Linked DNA regions of Mus musculus: regions 1, 2 and 3 are each linked to region 4. The links are chromatin contacts, called in public promoter capture Hi-C maps. All regions are on one chromosome and are shown on one strand. Each heading gives the region's core, a stretch centred on a gene start, on an enhancer-like site or on the middle of the called end of the contact. The rest is flanking DNA. Distances are from core to core; before and after follow the strand shown.

Evidence for each region. Promoter capture Hi-C pulls out the DNA fragments that hold promoters and counts their contacts.
Region 1: a promoter capture Hi-C map of liver shows a contact between it and region 4, with 5 times the contacts expected there. The contact joins the promoter of 6430562O15Rik here to the promoter of Smn1 in region 4. A contact is called at or near these places in 3 of 39 promoter capture datasets (liver and pre-B cells) and 1 of 9 other capture datasets (liver).
Region 2: a promoter capture Hi-C map of the HPC-7 cell line shows a contact between it and region 4. The contact joins the promoter of Mrps36 here to the promoter of Smn1 in region 4. A contact is called at or near these places in 6 of 39 promoter capture datasets (the C10 cell line, the HPC-7 cell line, cranial neural crest and 3 more), 1 of 115 datasets of contacts at active chromatin or transcription factors (pancreatic cancer cells) and 1 of 9 other capture datasets (adipose tissue).
Region 3: a contact with region 4 is called in a promoter capture Hi-C map of pre-B cells. The contact joins the promoter of Mrps27 here to the promoter of Smn1 in region 4. A contact is called at or near these places in 5 of 39 promoter capture datasets (cranial neural crest, liver, pre-B cells and 1 more), 1 of 15 datasets of contacts at CTCF or cohesin (large pre-B cells), 3 of 484 Hi-C or Micro-C datasets (B cells, CD4 T cells and the N1E-115 cell line), 3 of 115 datasets of contacts at active chromatin or transcription factors (bone marrow-derived macrophages, pro-B cells and stem cell-derived neural progenitor cells) and 1 of 9 other capture datasets (adipose tissue).

What each region holds. Positions count from the first base shown.
Region 1 is chr13:99,410,745-99,415,716 of GRCm38.p6, reverse strand. It overlaps 6430562O15Rik (RIKEN cDNA 6430562O15 gene), which reads left to right and starts at 2,891. Exons shown (of 2, transcript NR_015515.3): 1 at 2,891-3,875; 2 at 4,146-4,881. Mrps27 (mitochondrial ribosomal protein S27) reads right to left here. Exons shown (of 11, transcript NM_173757.3): 9 at 4,297-4,439; 10 at 3,352-3,522; 11 at 156-978. The coding sequence ends at 739.
Region 2 is chr13:100,741,743-100,746,787 of GRCm38.p6, reverse strand. It overlaps Mrps36 (mitochondrial ribosomal protein S36), which reads left to right and starts at 2,129. Exons shown (of 4, transcript NM_025369.3): 1 at 2,129-2,258. The coding sequence starts at 2,220.
Region 3 is chr13:99,341,854-99,347,169 of GRCm38.p6, reverse strand. It overlaps Mrps27 (mitochondrial ribosomal protein S27), which reads right to left and starts at 2,384. Exons shown (of 11, transcript NM_173757.3): 1 at 2,295-2,384. The coding sequence starts at 2,367. Ptcd2 (pentatricopeptide repeat domain 2) reads left to right here and starts at 2,492. Exons shown (of 10, transcript NM_026873.2): 1 at 2,492-2,606; 2 at 3,765-3,857. The coding sequence starts at 2,501.
Region 4 is chr13:100,123,305-100,128,239 of GRCm38.p6, reverse strand. It overlaps Smn1 (survival motor neuron 1), which reads right to left and starts at 3,385. Exons shown (of 9, transcript NM_011420.2): 1 at 3,275-3,385; 2 at 1,582-1,653; 3 at 1,251-1,370; 4 at 235-435; 5 at 1-25. The coding sequence starts at 3,346.

The DNA.
Region 1 (4,972 bases), core at 1,642-4,141, 710 kb after region 4:
GAAAGAGGTAGTGGGGCTGTGTGAATACACAAGGCCAGATCACCAGGGTATTTGTTTTGCACTAGTGAGGGGGACTATGGTCACAGGGTCTCAGGTGTAAGGGTTCTTGAGGTGACTGGCCAAGGAATGCCACAAAATCACACCACACAACAGCCCACATGGGTAGGATTTATTGGGGAGGCAGGTATACAAAAGGCTGCTTCTGAGCAGTGATGGGAAGGGGACAGACCATGAAGGTGCCAGCTATATATGGCACATATGCACAGGGAGAATATGAGACCAGTGTTAACAGTGGAAATGTGTCACACTGACAGCAGGTCATGTGGCCACTGGTGCTGAGTCCTGGAAGCGGGTGAAAGGAGCAAGCACCCGGTTCTGGAACGTGGGTGGTTCTGAGTCTACCAGCACCTGGTCATGAAGCTCGGTGCTCCATGCACATGGCCAAGGGCAGGAAATCATTCAAACACCCGTGCTGCAGAGCCGACCCTTCAGCTATAGCTTCCCGTCACGCTCACCCGATATTCCCAGTCTGCACCCAGGACTCCACTGTGTGGGGGCTTCAGCCCAACCGTTTGTCACTTAGTTCAGGGCCCTTGACATCTAGATGGGCAGACAGTGTCTTGGCATAGAGCCATCCTTGTTTTCAGGCTATGCACAGCTTCCTGTAAGAAAAGAACTGGACAGTAGCGGCGGAGCCCCATGCTGTCCTGGCTGAACACTGAGGTGGCTCACAGAACTTCAGGCTGCTTTCTCTGCCGCACTCAGCGCCTGGTACTCTTGCTTGGCCTTCTCCCTCTGTTCCTGCTCCCTCTGGATCAACTGCACCCGCTCCAGGTGCCACTCACGGAGTTTCTGCTCGTAGGTGGCCAGGTCCTCGGCCTCACAGGCGGGGAGTTTTTCTTTTACAAGCTGGGTGGTCAGAGTCAAAAGACTTTCAGACTCAACTCTGTTCAGCTCCTGCAGTTTAGACCGAGAGGCCTGTTGGAAGCAAAGGGAAATCGAAAGGTAAGGGACAGGCAGGAGAAAGGAGGACAGTGAGAAGCAACTGAGTCCTCCGCTAACAGCCGCTCCATCTGCTTGCAGGAAGGTGCCCTGCATCTGTCCTGCAGGGGCAGCTGCCTCTCGCTGGGCTCTCCTGCTCAGCTGTTAAACCAAGGTGTGAGCAGTGCAGCCAGGCACACGACATCACCCCAGGGAGCAGTGCAGCCCCGCACACGACATCACCCCACCTTGGCACACACAGTGCAGCTGCACCTCCTGTACTTCCGGCTTCACGGTCATTCAGTTCTTATTTGAGCCACGAGGTCTCCACTTAGGCCTGCTCCTAACTGAGCAGTGAGAATGCCACTGGACAAGATGGTGGAGGATAGGAAGTTCGGAAGTCCCGTCTTTTCATTTAAGTGACTTCCCCTGGTTCCTTTCAACAGATGGAAATCATTGCAGGGATTTCTCACTAATGCTAAACAGCTTTCCAGAGTGCCTGAGCACTGTAGGCCTCCACCTGCTGTGCTCCCCCACAGGTCAGCCCTTCCCTCCTGCCTGCTTACAGCTCCGTCTGAGAGGGCAGCCTGGTAGGGTCAGTGTAGCAGCCCAGAGACTTACTAAAAGCATTAATCAATTTAAGTGCTTCTAGACACAGATCACCAGAGAGTGACATTTAGGACCCCAGCTGCAGCTGAGAGTCACATGTGCTCGCACCCCGAGGTGACTTAGCGTACAGCATAGGATCTGGCAGAACGGCAAAGGGGGCCAGACCGATGGGATCTAAGGAGCAGACTAATTATAAAAACAGACCCAAACAGATGACCTCAGACTAATGAAAAGCAGGCAACAGGAAGAAAATGTAAACTGAAAACCATTTCTTCCTAACATAATTTTCCAGGTAGTCTGAGGCCAAAGAGAAAGCCAGGAAATCTCAACTGTGAGGAGGTTGGCTTTGTCCAAATCCCAGCTCACTGCTGGGTCACATAAGCCGAGACTCTCCCGCCCAGGCCTCCTGTGAGGATAAAGGAAATGGGGGAGGGGGCTTACAGCTGCTAACATAGCTAAGGTCACAGATGGCAGGCTACAAACATGTGTTTCTGTTCTTTCTTGGATGCTCAGACAGTGTCCCATGGCAGTAAAAGGGCTAGAAGCTAGTGAAGACAAAGGTCTCCATCCTCTGAGACGCAACGGACAAAAAACGGCCAAAAGTCAAAAAGCAATCAAAACTGAGTACAACATTTACAAAACCCAGGCAAACCTGACGCCTGACAGTGGCTCAGCAACCTCAGGCAGCATTCAGCAGTGTGGTCATTCTTTTTTTTAATGTTTTGTTGTTGATGTTGTTTTTTCAAGACAGGGTTTCTCTGTGTAGCCCTGGCTGTCCTGGAACTCACTCTGTAGACCAGGCTGGCCTCAAACTCAGAAATCCTCCTGCCTCTGCCTCCCGAGTGCTGGGATTAAAGTCGTGCACCACCACGCCCAGCAAGTGTGGTGATTCTTGTTTTCTTTAAGTTTTATACACTGACAAGCAAAGTTAAGAGAAAGAACTGTGTCTAAGTTCTCTACTCTGCTTTGTCCTTGGGGTATGACAAGGAACATCAATCTTTTTATTCTTAGTTTCAAATTACAGGAGAGAAGCTAAGAATGACTTCCCTTCAGAAGTATTGGGGAGAAAAAACCCTAAAATACCATGGGATCCTGTGCTACGGCAAGGCCTGCCATTGCTGGGTCAGAAGAGACAGACTCACGGGCAGGAGCCCAGCTCTCCTTCCTGCTGTGAAAAGGCACAGTGCAGCAGCAGGCGTGGGAGGAGAATTCTCCCGCTCCTATGATGACATCATAACCTGAAAGTACTTCCTTCTTTTTGTATTAAAGAGACAAGAAACAAAGCAGAGAGCAGGCTCAGGGATTTTCTTCCCTGACACAAACAGCAGAGCATTTGGGACAGAGAGCTCACTGACAGTTTGAGTGCTCAGCACTGTTCTGGAAACCTGTCCACAGGCAGTGTCTCTAATGGCCCTGCTGAACAGCACAAAGCTGCCAGCTAAGCGCCACAAAGGATTCGTGAGTCTTATCTCTGCTGAAGCTGTGACTGACCCAGCACATTTGGTGTAGTGTAGAGAAATGGCTGGTCACTTGCCACCCTGAGTGGGAATCAGGCTGCTGTTGAGAAGCCGCTGGGGTGCCGTGCTGCCCCAGGGAACGGAACCGTGACATCAGCTCAAGCATGAAGTCGTAACAATGCCACTGCTTTCCCAAAAGGCCACGGTCTGTGGGAAGGAACACAACTGCAATTCTTGATGCGAGTTTTTCATGCCTTTGTGTGTGACTGATGCAGGAAAAGGCTCAGTTTCTACTACGAATCACCTGAAAGCGCTCGAGGTATCGGGGAAGCTTGGACTGTTCTGGTTCCTCAGTGTCTAGCTGCTCCACCAGGTTTGCTGAGCCCAAGCCATCTTCACCTTCCTGAGGCTGTGCCTCTGAAGTCTGGACATCTGGAGACGTCACCACCTTCAGGACTCCATCCAGCACATCGAGCTGTAGGGCACAGGAGAGTCAGGAGGACATCTGTTATAGACTTGACTGTGTGCAGGCCAACTTCAAAGTGTGTGTTCCTTGGTTATAATGACTGAGAAAGAGCATTAATGATATCAGCATAATGTGCCATGGGAGACACTGGGTTGAGGACCTCAGGACAGAAATGAAAGCTGAGTGGTGAGCCTTGGCATTTCAGAGTCAAGGCCACACAGAAGAGCATCTCCAAGGGTGTAGGCTAGGCAGCTAGCCAGCTCCCAGGGCTTCATGTCTCTCTGCTCCCTCCCTGCCATTACCGGACGATAACTGCACTCCTGGGCCTGGCTTTTTAAGTGGTTCTGGGGATCTGAACTCAGGTACGTAAGCTTGTGAGACAGATACTTTACCAATAGCCAAGGATAATGGAGAAAAGTGCTATGTAGTCTCTCCATACTACAGGAGGGGTAAATCCACCAAAACTACTTAAGTTTCTATTCCACCGCCGTAAATCCCTTTTGGATGGGGGAGGTGGTGAAGAGGGTGGTATTTATTGATCTGAGCTTGAATGTAAGGGAGCAGACAGCTTTCCTTTCACTTAATGATGTATGAATCAACAATAATCTGATTTTCCATTGCCTTTTTGACAGCCACACTGAAAATGTTTGTGGTTTCTTTTCATCCTTTTAAACGGAATAAATACCAATTCTGCACACATACAGAAAGCAGCGGAAGGAGAAAGACCATGGGAACAGATGCCTGTGAAGCCTCCATTTGACTGAGTGGGGTGGAAAAACATACCACTTCTCTACCCAGCTTGAGGTCTTCAGGGGAGGAGGCCACCCTCTCCATCACTTGGAGGGCTCTGTCGAGGTAGCCTGGTGTCCACATCAGAGGCATGCCGTGGTATACAGCCCGCACCCCACGCTGCAGTTCCACCTTCCCTGTGGCCAAAAGAGCAACAAAGACTGATCAGCCATGCCTCCTCACTGGGTCTGCAGCCAAAGGCTTGGAAGGCCCCAGCCAACAGCAGCCTAGGCAAGGACCCTCACCACGCACACCTTAAAAGGAAGCTTGGTGAACTTGTGTTATGTGTTTCCTCTGGCTGGAGATTTACCAGGGCCCATGAATCATTGGGCTGAGGAACTTTGAGAGTCTGACAGAGCTGTTCCTACAGAAGGCCACCCTTAAGACAAAAGAAAATTATACTACGTATGTTTCAAGGCCAAAACCATACCCAGAAAAAGCAATGTCACAGCTTCCTACTCTGAGGACCCTGTGACTCAGCGGTGACTTTCCCTGCCGGGAAATGTGTGACTTGTTTTGAAAAGTGTCAAACATACAATCTATTTTCTTTATGAATAAGAAAAGGAACTGCTTCCCCCCTCACTTTCTTGAGTGTTATCAGTTCTTACATCAGCGTCCCGGCTACCTTTGAGGTCACAGGGCCAGGTTGCTCAAACTGCCACGCAGCTGT
Region 2 (5,045 bases), core at 880-3,379, 620 kb before region 4:
TGCTTCAGAACTGGCGCTTTGCTCTCAAAGAGCATGTGCCAATGTACAGTCCAAGGGCTCAAGAGTCACCACAAAGAGGAGGGGGCAGAGGATAACACGTTGTGTGTGGGTCCTCCTTCCACTATGTAGATCCTAACTCACTGGGCTTTGCCGCAGGTTCCCTTACCAGAGCCATCTTATTGGCCCTGGTTTTGATTTTTTGAAACGGGGTCTCATGTTGTCCATGCTGGTTTTGAACACACTGGCCTCGAACTTCTGACTCTTCTGCTACCACCTCCCAAGGATTGGAATTATAGGCATCTGTCATTAGTTACACTCGTTTTATTTGGTGGCACTAGGAATAGAACTCAAGAGCCTTGGATATTCTAGCCAGTGCTGTAATACTAAGCTATATTTGTATCCTCTAAATACATTTTTGACTGTCTTTTTGGCTTGGTTTATGTGTGTGTGTGGTACTTACATGAGTGTACTGGTGTGTACCCATACCCACAGCCCACCCACACACAGATGGTTGTGAACAGTCATGTGAGTACTGACTGCGACTTGAGCCTGGGACTTCTGAAGAGCAACGGTGCTCTTTCCTGATGAGCCATCTCTTCAGCACCCTCTACCTCAAGCTTTTTTATTTTTATATTTTTGAGGCAGGGTGTCTTGTTAAACCTGGAGCTTGCTATTTCAGTTAGACTAGCTGATTAGCAAGGCCTAGGACCAGTCCATTTTTGCCCCCCTCCCCTGCTCAGTAATGGGGTTACAGATCCATGTCCTCATGCCCAGCTTTGTGTGCCTGTGCCTGTGCATATCTCCTGAGGCCAGAGGACGATTTCTGTATTGATTTTTGTCACTCTCTGCCTTATTTCTTGGAGACAGGGTTTCTCATTGAACCTGCAGCTAGGTTGGTGGCCAACTAGCCCCAGTGATGTAATCTTCCAAATGTACACAGCTCCAATGATCCAATCTTCCTATCTCCAGACCTACACAGAACTTCAGCTACAAGAAACAAACAGAGGGAGGCTGGAGAGATGGCTCAGTGGTTAAGAACACTGACTGCTCTTCCAGAGGTCCTGAGTTCAATTCCCAGCAACCACATGGTGGCTCACAACCATCTGTAACAGGACCTGATGCCCTCTTCTGGTGTGTCTGAAGACAGTACAGTGTACTCCAAAATAAATAAATGTTAAAAAAAAAGAAAGAAAGAAAGAAAGAAAGAAAGAAAGAAAGAGAGAGAGAAAGAAAGAAAGAAAGAGCAGAGCACACACGCTTCACACCCAGGAATCTCATAAAAAAAAAAAAAAAACCACAAAACCAGAATCCGAAATACACATGCAAAGAATATGTAAGGTTGAAAGAAAAAGTGCCCTGACTTAACCTTATGAGACAAAGGACTTTGAGCAATGCTGTTGAGTTCATTTTGGATTGGCTATTTACTGCTTGGTACAGGGCCTTAAGAGTGGCTTGTTTTCCCAGTGAGACTTCCTTGAAGAAAATTTTAAGTTTTCATTTGGGAGTGGCTATCTGTGCTAGGGATGGGGACACGTATACACTCTTTCTCAGCTCGAGGACCCCATCTGATACACACCCTATGCATGCTGCTGCTGTCTTGGAAAGTTTATATGTGTGCCAGCCCTGTTGTATTTAGAAGGCCTTGATTCTTTGGAGTCCTCCACCCAGCCCCTCTGTGTCTTAACACTTTTTTTCTCCTATTCTTTTGCAGAGTTCCCTGAGCCCTGAGGGGAGGCACTTAATGAAGATATTCCTTTTAAGGCTGAGTGTTCAAAGGTCTTTCATGATGCATATTGCCTGGCTGTGGCTGTGATCCCCATCTGCTTCAGGAGACTTCTCTGAGGATGGTTGAGCAAGGGAGGGAATCTATGTAACTCCCAAGTTTTAATAAAATCGTTCGTGTTAGGAAGCCACAAGAGGTGGTTTCAGATTAAATTTCGGACTGTACTGAAATTAGAAACTAGCTATCTAGGAGGGAAATGGTCCTAGATAATTTAGGATGACGAACCAAATAGTTCAACTGGTTACAGCACAACGTTGTAATTGGAAGGCCAGAGGTGAGTGTCTAGGCGGGAAGAGGGGCGGGGCGGACGCAGAGGGGTGGAGTTGTCCCTTATAGCTCCTCAGTGACATCACACAGGCTCCGCCCCACGCTGCCCACTCCAGATACTTCTGCAGCTCGTCTGCGCCCCGGAAGCTGCCCCTGCTCGGGGGTCACGATGGGCAGCAAGATGGCTTCCGCCACCAGGGTCGTGCAGGTAAAACCCGGGCCGCTCCCGCGCTTGGAAGGGAGGGAGGGATGGTGCAGACGCAGCGGCAGCGCCGGGAGGAAAGGCGGTGCCAGAGAATGCATCGTGACCGCGGCCCTGAGGAGGGCCAGCGGGTGTATGTGTCTGATAATGGAACCTACGGGCTCCAGGGTGGCCCGGAGTAAATTGGGTCTGGCGCCAAGGGTTCGAGGCCCGCGGCGGGTGGTGGCCTCTGGTCGTGTCCGCTCGTGCTCGTCGGAGGTCGGAGGATTCCCCAGCACCTCCTTAGCCCTCGTAGTCTGCGGACTACGCTGCCCTCCAGCAGTCCGGCCAATCGCTGTTTAATATTGTCCGTGATGTTCGCCAGCCAGCCAATCCGGAGGAAGGCCGTAGCGGGGCGGGGAAGGAAGCAAATCCTGGATCTGATCTGGTGTCCCTTCAAGGACTTGGGAATGGCCGGATAACCGGCCCCTTTGCCTGCTACCTCCCTTGGAGCTGGTTAGAGTTGATCTCTTCAGGCTCTTGGCTAGAGATGCGGGAATGAGTAAAATTCATGCTATTTAAGTTTATTATACTTACTAGTATGTGTGTTTCAGGGTTGGTTTGCCAAGCCTTTCTCCACTGTGCTTAGATAGGCAGCTATGGTAACACTGCTATTCCACCCATCAATTACTAACTGCTGACAGCTTTTTTTTTTTTTATCTACTTCTCCAGCTGTGGTCTCTAAGAAGGAGACGTAACAATTCATGAGTAAGTGGACACAGCCTTTTGTAATTAGAGAGTTTTAAAATTCTGAACATGGAGTATTTTCAGATTAATCTTCACTTATATGCTTTTCTTTTTTTTCTTTTTTTTCTTTTTTTTTTTTTTTTTTTGGGCACAAACACATTTTCTCTTGAAGTTGTCGGAATGATGACCCTAGACCTTTGGAACCATTGCAATGAATAATCTTCAGTTAAGCATTCCGTCGGTAGGCACGGAGCATTGAGTACGATTTTGCAAGCTCAGAGTAGCTGACAAAGTCTGTTATCTGTCCTATATAACCTCATACGTCAATAATGCATATATAACTCAATCTGGAGTGCGGAAAGGAGCGGACATGGTGGCACGCTCAATTAATCCCAGCACTCAGGAGGCAGAGGTAGGCAGATCTCTTGTGAGGTAGAGGCCAGCCTGGTCTACAGAGTGAGGTACAGCCAGAGCTCTGTAGTAAAACTAAGTCTAAAAAATAAAAAATAAAAATAAAGGTGGTGTGTATGTAGGAATTGATATAGCAAAAGAATATAGTCACTGGAGTGATAAGCATTTGAAGACATGCTTGGAAATTCTTACTTTCTGCATTGGCAGGGGGTCCGATCCCAGCCCCCACACTGGTTGTAGCCTCAGCCTAGAGAGTGAGAGGGGAAGGCTAGCAGGGCTCTAGAACTCGCTAGCTAGCTAGACCGATGAGTTGTGGGTTCAGGGCGCCTGAAGGAGGAGATCCTGTGTTGACTTTTGAGCTCCACATGCATGTACATACCACACATGCATACATTTCACAAAGACACAAATGCACACACAAGCAGGGGCAGGTGAATCTGAGTTTGAAGCCAACCTGGTCTACATAATGAGTTCCAGGACAGCCAGGGCCACGTACAGAGTCCCTTCTTAAAGGCAAGGAAAGATAAGAAAAGAAAGGAGGAAAAAAAAAAGGAAAGAAAAAGAAAACTCTTACTCCATTCCGATGGCTCAGAAGGGAGGGGACTTGATTCTGTGACCTCAGTTTGGTCACCGGGTGGAAGGAGGGAACCAACTCCTGAAAGCTTAGCCTCTGGCTTCCACATGCACACACACAAATTACAAAGCAAAAAAAAAATTTTTTTAAAGTGTTTTTCTACAATATACATTTCTGTAGATAAAGGAAAAAGCTGAAACAAAGATTTCGATCATTTTAATGGATTTATAGGCTTAGGAATTACAGGTGTTCTCAGATAATTTGTATTTTTCTACACGTTTTTTTCCCCAGTTTTTACACAGATTGTGTAGTCAGAATAAGTGTTTTGTTGCTATTTTGTCTTTTAATTCTTACTGACCTTAACTGTAGTGAGCTTTCTCAGCAGTAACCAGCCACAGTTGATATTTAGATTGGGGTGAAATCTTGTCTAGTAGAAAGAGCCATCCATGCTTCTGAATAGGGGGGTGACTACTTAATGGCATTTGTTTGTCTTTCCTGCATGGAGCTGAGTGTGAGCTATAATTTAGAAGAGTGTGTCACTTGTTGTTCTTGTTGCTTTTACTCAAATATAAATTTTGAAATATTTTTTAAAAATTAGAAAAAGTTAAAAATAAAAAAAATAGACAGCAAATAGAACAGTTTTGTTTGTGTGTTTTTTATTTGGTTTGTTTGTTTGTTTGTTGTTGTTTTTGTTTTGTTGTTGTTGTTGTTTGGTTTTGGGGTTTTTTTGGCGGCTCTGTGTAATTCTGGCTGCCCTTGAAGTTGCTATGTTGTTCAGGCTGGCTTTGAACTCATGGAGATTCGCCTGCTTCTGCCCTCCTGTGTGCTGGGATTAAAGGTGTCTCTGAGTAGGTGTTCTTGACTTTTGTCATGAAACTGTTGGGTAGTAACAGAACATGGGGAGACTTGATACAAATCAGGAAATTTCCACGTACTTCCTTACCACCCTGTAAGTCAAGCAGCACAAGGTCACATGGTCGTCACTGGTTCAGCTTGCTTAGTTTTTACTTTTATTTCTATGTCTGTCTGTCTGTCTGTGTGTATGATCCCCTGGAGCTGGAGTTACAGGTACTTGTGAGCTG
Region 3 (5,316 bases), core at 1,135-3,634, 780 kb after region 4:
CAGTGAAGAGTGACTGCGGATGACACCTAACTTTGATTTCTAGCCTCTACATACATGCATTCATAAAAGCACGATGCAAGCATGCATTCACACACGCACACACACACACACACACACATCTTTCTATGATGCTTTGTGCGTGTCATAAAGTCATAAAGAGCAAAGGTTTCTCCATCACTGCATACAAGCTGAGGTTCTAATAACGTCACAACCAAAGAATTTCTACAGCCAGGGGCAAAAGATGAAAGGAGATGGACACAAAGTGGAAGATCTAGATCAGACTCTCAAACTTTTTATGCATATGAGTCTCATTAAAATGCAGATAGTTTCTCTGTAGGCCCAGATTGCAGAGAGATTCTACTTATCCGACAAGTAACCCAGTAACAACATTCAAAGTGCTCAAAACACATCTGAATGAGTAAGAGTCTTCAGACTCACAGGCTTAGGTCTGGGCCTTGCCAGTCCCCCTCTGCACGTGCCATTCAAAATGTCTCCAAGCATTTTGTTTGTTTGTTTTGTTTTTAAAATAAGAAAATAATGTGATTGTGAAAATAGACAAGCTTTAGCAGCACAATTTAACTTTTAGCCCTTGTGGTGCCAATAATAAATGCTATGAAGATTGGGCAGATCATACACCTCTGTATCTTTTTCATCATACACAAAATGAGGGATACCACCTATCAGCAGGGTGGTTAAGGCTCACTAATGCCTGTCTACGAATTATGGTACCCAGTAAGTTTCCTTCCCCTGTCCTTTTCACATACCTGTTGTTGCTCTATCTCAGTTCATTTTTCTTCTATCTTTTTGATCATTTGGGCTGTATTCTTTCATCCTATTTTAAGTAGACTATGTAGAAGTCTTAAAGTGTTGCATATACTGACTCATCTGTCATGAATTTGTACAAGCTGAGTACTTGAATTAGGGTATTTATACACTGATGTACTTATATTGCCTTCCTATAGCCTCCATCTGTGGTCTAATGCAGTGTCCAAAAAACTTCTGTAGAAATAAAAATGTTACATTTTAAATTGTCCAAGACAAAAGACATCAGCTACATGGATGTACTGACCACATAAAACACTAACTGCCGTGAAGAAACTTAGTTTTTAATCTTATTTATCTTCAACTTAAATTTAAATAGCTACAAGTACTAGCAACTACCAAGTTGGGATAGCTTCAGAGTATAAACTGCCAAAGTAAAGGTTCTCTCAAGTTGCTCTGTGTAGTTTCCATTCCTTTGTTACAATAGTTGCCCCAGCCATTATAAGCAACCAACTTACTCTCCTGTATCTACTAGTGTGGGTCTTATGAAACTTCAAAGAATTTACTACCAATCACAATTAAATATGCCAAATAGCTCTACAAAGCACTCTTAGTGCCAAATATTGTTCGTATCAATTTGTCAAATGTGTGATATGAAGTGTTCTTGCCAGGTAGTTCAAACACTTTATCTTTAGAAAACTCTTGAGGACAACTGTGGAGTTTTTAAATGGCTGTACACTTACAGGAGTGAGAGCAAGTGAGCATTGCTTCTCTTTTTGTGACTGGTGTTAAGGGAGTCTGATTGAAAACAAGCAGCATTGCAAACATCCAAGTGTGGTTAGTTCATTTTACTTCTGTTATCTGGCACATCTTCAAGGATTACGAGATTGTAAGCACTACAAACTCGGGTTTTGCAAAAACTTCAAAACGTATTTTCACCATTAGGTACCCTAAAAAGGCTTTGAGTGATTATGTGATTCAACTCAAGCCATCAAATCGCTCTGCTTGTTTACCTACTGGTGGAAAAAAAAAAAAAAAAAGAAATGTCAGGCAGAAGTTGTGGCCAAGGTCACCAGGTAAAGTGAGGCTAGTGTTGAAAAATTCTTTCAGGAGATGAAGACCAAGGGTTCGGGTCATCAAGTACAAGGCAGTGAGGGAAAACTTTTGCCTGATGACCCTCCAAAGAAATCTCAGGGGAAGAAAACTGTTCTAGCCCACGGAGTGAACATATTTGGGTTTTTCATGATCACCAAGAAGTCTACTAATTTAATACATTAAACTTGCAAGACATACGCAGAACCTCATGCTACAGCCTTCCCCTACTTTTCAAAAGTTTGGAATGGCGGGTACTAGCCTTAAAGAAGAGGGATTATTTTTCCTTTCTGGGTTACCAATACCCTAAACGGCTTCTCTAGCAACCGGATCCCAGACGCACTTATGCGCTTCCTGGAAGCCCATCACCCCCTTCCTTCAATAAACAGCGTGCTGGGAGGCCTAAATGGAGCTGCAGCTCCAAGGCAGCAGCCACCAACCTGCGAGGCAAAGGCGAGACGCGTCTAGTCGCCGAGCCAGGAGCATCCCACACCGCACCATGGGAGCCGCCATCTTGGAGCGCACCAAGTGGAAGGCGGGCGTGGGGGGACAGGCACAGAGCCCGCCTCCGCCGGAAGTGGTCCTACCACCTCAGAGGTCCCCCCTGCCCGGGTCCCGCAGATGGTGCAGCCCGGCCCGGAACAACATGGCTACAGTGTTTCGGCCCCTGGAACGCCTGCGGGTGCCGCGTCCTTCGCTGCATCCCGGGGTGACGGGCTCAGGCTCCGCCTGCTGCCGCTGCACTCTCGGAGGTACGAGCGGCCGCACGCCTGGAAGGAGGGAGGGTGGAAGAGAAGGGAGCGTGAGCCCACCGCGGCCTCTCTTTTTGGAGGAGGCTCGTGCGCCCTTTCCCTTTTGCTGCACGCGTGAGCAGCCCGGTTTGCTTCCGGACTGTGAACCCCTCTGCTCTGTGCCTGGAAAGCAAAGGGCAGCTAGGGACTGCACTTGCAAAGGTCCAAGTTGCTCTTCGAGAACATACCTCAGTCGTCGGGTGTCCTTTTCTGCAAGGTTTTGGTGCGGAGTTTAAGAGATGGGAACCCAAGCTGTGCTGCTTACATTCTCAAAGACTCGAGGCAGGCGTCCTCATCCCCCAAATTATTCCTTACCGCCTTTCTGAAGGCGTGACTGCTATTGATAATAAAATTATTATAATGTGGGCGCGCACACACACACATAGCATCCAGTGACAGAGGTACCCTTCTTCATTTACAGAATAGGAAGTAGACAAGGTTGTCACTCGCCCAAGGTCACAGGGAGCTGGCAGATGCTGTATTTGAACTAAAGACCCAGATCTGACAGCGTCACAGGACTGCCTTTTCATAAACAACTATTTTTGTTACTACCTTACTGTGTCAGATCTCAGTGCACGGTTCATCTGTTTTTATCTCATGCACAGCCAACGATGCAGAAGGGTACATTCCAGACTTGCTGATCTGTGGTCAGTGATTTCTGATCTAGGGTTACTGAGTCCAGATCTGAAAGGCTATCTTCAGTGCCGAAGTTTCAAAACTGGAAGTCATGATATAGCTTTTCCCAATATTTCATGTTTCTCCCAAAATAAACCAAGCAAAAGTGTGTGTGTGTGTGTGTGTGTGTGTGTGTGTAGGTGTCTGCAGTGTGTGTGTGTGTGTGTGTAGGTGTCTGCATTGCTAGCCCCCAACTAGATAGCAAATGCCCATTTGTTCTTCATAGCTCATCTTGTCAACCAGTCTTCACACTCCATCAATCCCTACCTCTTTCAAATGTAAGACTTGCATTCAATACTTGACTGGAGATGTTTGCTTCTCACCAGGGATATATAGTATTTGTACCTCTCTGGATGGATCCTTTAGAGGCAACCATGCTCTTATTTGCTGCGGGGGAGGGGGAGAGCAATCAAAATGACTTTATTTTCTTTTTCTACTTTTTAGCTAAAAGATACCTACTCACAGATAACATTGTGAAGTTAAAGGAATTTCAACATAAGAAGATAGCTATTGCATATAACCTACCTGGCACCAAAGGTAATATCTGTTTTATTAATTCTTTAATCGTCTGTCATTCATATTTCTCCTTTGTCTCTATTCACTCTTTCAAGACCTATCTCATAGAGAGAAAAAAGACAGAGTGACCATTAGTTTCCTCATCAACCCTTTCTCTCAGACTCTGGTACTTCAAGTCCATGGCTCTTCCTTTAGCCCTGCCCCTAGGAACCCCACGAAAATAGTGATATTAGCCCTGTGGCCAGTCATCTAGATCTCTGCTGCTCAGAATATGATTTGAGGACCATCATCAGCATCAATTGGGAGATCGATAGAGATAGACTTGGAAAGGCAGCAGATTGGAATAGACTACATAGTTCAAGAGTCCAGGCTTTCAAATGTTGATTAAGTATACCGTAGACCTGTGATATACTTGTAGGTCAGTAAGACCATGGTGTGGTAGTACATTTGGATTTTTCACACTTTAGAATCTAGGATTTACTTTGAAAAGCTCACTGTATTTAGGCTACACAGAAGAATCAAAATTAGCAAACTTGGCACCTGTTAAGACTGATTGCCAGATGAGGGTCATTATACTGGTTTTTTTTTTTCCCTCCTACTTTTGAGAGATACTTAAGGAGTTAAAAGTGCTTGCTGCTATTCCAGAGAGCCTGAGTTCGGTTCCTAGCACTCACATTGGGTGACTTAGAACTGCCTATAATGGTCTAGCTTCAACTCCTCCGTTGCCCTCTTCTGGTCTTTGCAGGCATAAATGTGCACAAACCTTTGTGCAGACATGCATGCCTGCATAAAATCAAAATATTTAAAACATGTAAAAAGCACTAAAAACATGAGGACACCAGTTCTTTGGCTTTAGTCCCTGTCATATCTTAGCAATCTTGTGTTCATTCCCTCTGTCCTGCAGGTTGAAGACTTCAAACTCCTTGATAAGCATATCTAAGACTTCCTCTGGCTTTTGTTGATTCGTTTTTAAAAGACCTCATTGGTTACTATTGACCTAAGACAGTTTCACATATGAACATCACACCCTGCCCACTCTTACCATCATCTCCCTACCTCCACTTCTAAACCTTTCTCTCACGTTCCTGCCTATGCAGCTTGCCTTGTGACCCTCTGATACACACCCAACACTCCTTCCTCTTGCCACCGCCAGTTCCCAGCCAGATCCCACTGAGAGACTGACTGACACTTCATGCCTCCATCCCTCCCGTCCTGTTCCTTCTCACTGCTTTTCAGGGTCAAGCCCTAGCAGTCAAGGAGGCAGTCTGTGGGCGTTTTGCTTGCATGTATGTACTATGTGTTTGCAGTGCTAAGGCCAAAAGAGTGCACTGAGTCCTCTGGAGTTCCAGAGAGTGGTTAGCTGCCATGTAGACCCTGACTGTGTGCCCTCTACAACAGTAACAAGTGCTCTCAACAGCTCAGCCATCTCCAGGCCCCAGGCTTGCCTTTTGATCTTGGGTATTTTGGGCCTATCTGAGGT
Region 4 (4,935 bases), core at 2,136-4,635:
CGTCTGTGGAAACTTGACTTTCATTCTTTAAAAAGAAAAGGAAACATTGTATTATGCAAAGGCAGGGCACCGACAAGCATTCCTATGGCCCCGACCTTGCGTTCCAGCAAAAGGAGAACCAGAGAGAATGAGAATGTCATTCAACGCCTTCGTGCGTCAACGTGACAACTGATTCTAATGCTTTTTCCTTACTTAGTGTCCACTTTCAGGAATGGACATCTTTCGGGGCCTCACCTCCTGAGTGTTCTGTTCTGTACTATTAGCTACTTCACAGGTCGGGGAAAGTAGGTCAGATAAGTTTTGCTCCTCTCTGTTTCCATATCCAGTATAAACCACGACACAGGTTTCTCTCTTAAAGTCAATGGACGTAATAGTAGCTGGGTAAATGCAGCCGTCTTCTGACCAAACAGCAGAACACTTGTCACCAACTTTCCACTACAAAAGAAAAGAAAGTTATGGACACGCAACATTCCTTCTTCTGAAAAGAACAAACCATAACCCAGTTCTCCAAGTGTAATTCCAGTCCTCCCATTCACTTCATTATAAACACTGTTCTTAGTCACCTGCATCTCCTTTTCCCGGCCTGATGAATGGCTATAATGTATTCCACCACCGAAACGTGTCATTAAGAACAAAAGAGACCAAACGTGTATGACAAATCCAGTGTTCTTAGTCAAAGAAAAGCAAGTGTTCACCAAATGTAGACACCCTTTCCCTTTGGAAATAATGAATGGAAGGAGGCATCAAACTATTCACTTTACAAAAAAACTCAGAGAGAGAGAGAGAGAGAGAGAGAGAGAGAGAGAAAAGAAGAGAGGAGAGAATGAGACCTCTAGTCTATAGGGTTTTGTGCTGACTCAATGTGGGTCTGGTCAGGGACACACAGGCACACAGGCTGGGCCTGTAACCAGCCAGGTACTTTGCTGGTACACTATACCCCCAGGTCTTCTGCTTTCAATAGCAGACCCAGTTACCACAAGTTTTGAGTTACCCTAGTAATTTTTATAATTGTTGAACTTGTGTGTGTGTGTGGGGGGGGGGGGGGGGTTGAGTTGCATATCAGCTACACAGCACATACTCAGAATGCAGAGAGCTCTGGTTTTAATGCCCAGCCTGCACATGTGTGTGCGCACACGCCTGTGTGTGTATGTGTGCGTTTGCTAATTCATCCACAGCTCTGGGACACTCCAAACAGAAGCAGCATGCCGCCCCTCAGGCCGGGCAGGACCCTGGTTAAATCAATCTATCACCTGTTTCAAGGGAGTTGTGGCATTCTTCTTTTGGCTTTTATTCTTCTTGGCAGGTTTTCTTCTGGCTGTGCCTTTTGGCTTATCTGGAGTTTCACAAATGTCACCGTTCTTTAGAGCATGCTATGAAAACAGTAAATAAATAAATAAATAAATAAATAAGATCTATGTGTCATGGAGGGATATATTTTTAAAAAGTCACTACTTTCTAACATAACAGGTCCCACCACCTAAGAAAGCCTCAATGTGCTCAAGTTTATTTTTCTTCTCTCTCTTTCTTTACAAAATGTATGACCTGAGGAAATAAGGAAAAAAATGATTAACCATTTCATACCTTAAAGGAAGCCACAGCTTTATCATAAGCTTTTATCAATGCTGTATCATCCCAAATGTCAGAATCATCACTCTGAAGAGGGAGAAAAAATAAAAAATAAGTTATAGATAGATGTGCTTAATAAAAAACAGATAATAGGAAGTACTGGGGAAGTAGCTCAAAGTCCCTAGATCAACCCCCAGCAATGCCTACAGCCCAGACACTCAGAGTGTGTGTTACAGGCAGATACATTTCTAGAAAGTCACCACGCACGAACACAGAGATCCTAGCACCTAAGAAAGCCTCAATGTACTCAGTAGAAGCAGAGGACTGCCAAGGCAAAACTGGTCTGGGCTATAGTGGGTTCCCAGACAGCATAGACTACAACATAAAACTCTATCCCAACAAACAAACAAGCACACCAACAAACAAAAACAAAACCATGAACTACAAATTAAAATGGCTCATATCTATAATCTACAATCCCAATATCCCGGAGCTGGAGACAGTAGGGTTGCCAAGAGCTCCAGGCCAGTCTAGCATATTGAATTCCAGGCCAATTTAGGTTATGGAATGTGTCCCTGATTCAAATGGGGGCGGGAGGGGGGGCTGAGACGGGGCAATCTCCTTGAGTTTGATGCCAGCCTGGCTTACATGGAGAGTTCCAAGTCTCCTAAGGCTACCCTGTGAGACCTGTCTCAAAACAACAAAACAGCAACAAGAAAGAAGCTGCAATCAATAAGATTACCCCTGAGATTGTAAACATGACCCATCACCCTGGGCATGAAGAAGTTACCACGATGACAAATTAGCACAGGAACCTTGTGGTTTTAAGGAGAGAACCAGACCGCCAGGGCTCCCCTGAGGACAAAGGGCAAAGCTTTATTCAGAATAGGAATTGCTGGGCTGTCCCCCAAAGAAGGAAATGCAGCACTGCCCAAAGCTGCCCAGAATTCTCTTCTCCCACCCCAAGCCCCAAGCAGAAATCAGTTGCCATACCATAAGACGACCGAGGTCCTAATGTTTTAAACTTCGTTAGATGGAGTATGTTGTTTCCCAGGCTAGACTCAACTTCACATTCCTGCCTCAGGAGCTGGGACTGATCACATGCACAGTCCACCAACTTGGCTCTGATTTGCCCTCGTACTTACCAGTGTTTATCTTACTTCTACAGTCTCCCTGTAATTTAGGCTGGTCCGGAATTCACGCTGTAACCGAGGATCTTGAACTCCCGACCCTCCGGCCCCCATCTCCCAAGTGTTTGTGCATGTAATTATGCGTGCACCACCAACCCTGCCTCGGATCTGCTGTCGTATACATTTGAATGCAATGCAGTCAATAGCAACTTTCAACTACTCCGGGCAACTTTAGTTATCCCTCTCTCTCAAACTTTATCAACTGTTGTTTGCAACACTTGGTCTTTCCGGTTACAAAACTGGATCCAGAAAACCAGCATTTTAGTCTAAAGTCCCTGTGAACATCTTCATCCTGACCTAAATCTGGAGCTTTCCAATGGCTCCTATCTGGTTGCCTTGCTTCAGCCAGCCTGTCCCCGTTCCTGCACATCCCCTCACAGTCACACAGGACCAAAGCGTGGCTCACAGCCTCGCCGGCGCCCGAGCTGCACCAGGAGCCGCCTGCGGATGTGGCCCGAGCTCGCACCGCCTCGGTCTCGGGCAGCGCTCCGAGTGCTAGCGCCGAGCCGCGACCTCACCTGGCCGGTGCCACGCCGGAACAGCACCGTATCTTCCTGCTCGGAGCCCGCTCCGCCACTGCCCATCGCCATGGCCTGCTACCACGGACGCTGCCGGGCTCACTCAATGACGACTTCCGTCATGGGGCTTCTGGGACCGGAAGAGTACGGTGGCCCGGAGGCAGCCAGAGACCTCCTACACGCTTCCAACTCACTCCTCCCACATCTGTCTTTTCTCTTTCTCCCCTCCACCTGTCTTCTAGTTCTTTTTTTTTTTTTTAACCTTTCCCTCTGTTTTCTTCCAATTTATTTTCCTCCCTCCAGCCCTTTTCTTTTCATTTTTCAAGTCAGCCTCGCTATATAGCCTAGGCTGGCCTTTGCTACCTCAGCTTCCCGAGTTTGGGATGAACCTTCACAATAAGGGCATCCTGTGTTTGCTGGTTCTTGATGCACACACCAATTATTAGACGATGGGTTGGTATCGGGCCTTTTGCAGTGTTAGGTGTCTGTTTTGTAATGGGCCCAAGGTTGAGGTAAGGGGAGTCGACCATTTCCTTCATCTGGCATATCTGGTAAATTCCTGAGTCTGATTTTCCTGATAGAATTTCGATATCCCATGTGCCACCATAGTTTTGATTTATCCCAATAAATTTACAGATTGACTCAGGAATAAGCCACCTATCAGCCTGTAGAAAACAAACAAAAAACTAGATAAGTCCTGGCAGATGGTGCTATTTCTGGTGTACCCAGAGGTTTCAGTCACCTCCCTCAAGATGGAGTCAGAAGCTGCTTGTAGGGTGGAGTTTCCAGAGGCAAGCAGGTATGAGTTGGGGCCAGCCTGGTCTACATACGAAGTTCCAGGCCAGTCAGAGGTTTGCAGCGAGCCCCTGTCTCAAACTATGATGGACTCTCCCAGGGCAGGGCACAGCCTGGCAAAACCCACTGTTTTCTACAATTTAGGGGATCTTGGAATAGGGCATAGACAATAGGGCATCCCAAAAGCGCCCAGTGAGATTTGTGGGTTCTTGTGTTCCAGGATTTAACAAAATAAAATTGGACCAGGGGCACACTGATAGTGATGTGGGTGTAGATCGTTTGTTAAGAGAATGTTCCCAGCTGCGGACATGGACAGAGTATCTGGGAAACACATCCTACTGAGCTGGTAAAAGGCAGAGTGCCTTAGCTAAATTAGGGGATATTTACCCAACAGAACACTGAAACAATGTCTCAAAACCACAAAAACCTGCAATTTAAAAAAATGAGGAGGCGGTGACATCTTCGGCTCCAGAAAACCGGCCACCTTCCTGGCCAAAGCAACACAGCTTCTGGGAAAGATCCTGTTTTGGGCCTTCATCTTCAGCCAGGAGGAGGTCCAAACACCAGATAACTGTGCACCTTCCCTAAAAGAGGAGAGCTTGCCTGCAGAGACTGCTCTGACCACTGAAACTCAGAGGAGAGAGCTAGTCTCCCACGTCTGCTAGTAGAGGGTAACAAAATCAACAGAGGAACAATCTCTAAACAAAGACAACTATAACAACTAACTCCAGAGATAGCCAGATGGCGAAAGGTAAACGTAAGAATCCTACTAACAGGAACCAAGACCACTCACCATCATCAGAACCCAGCACTCCCACTTCGCCCAGTCCAGGGCATCCTAACACACCTGAAAAGGTAGACCTGGA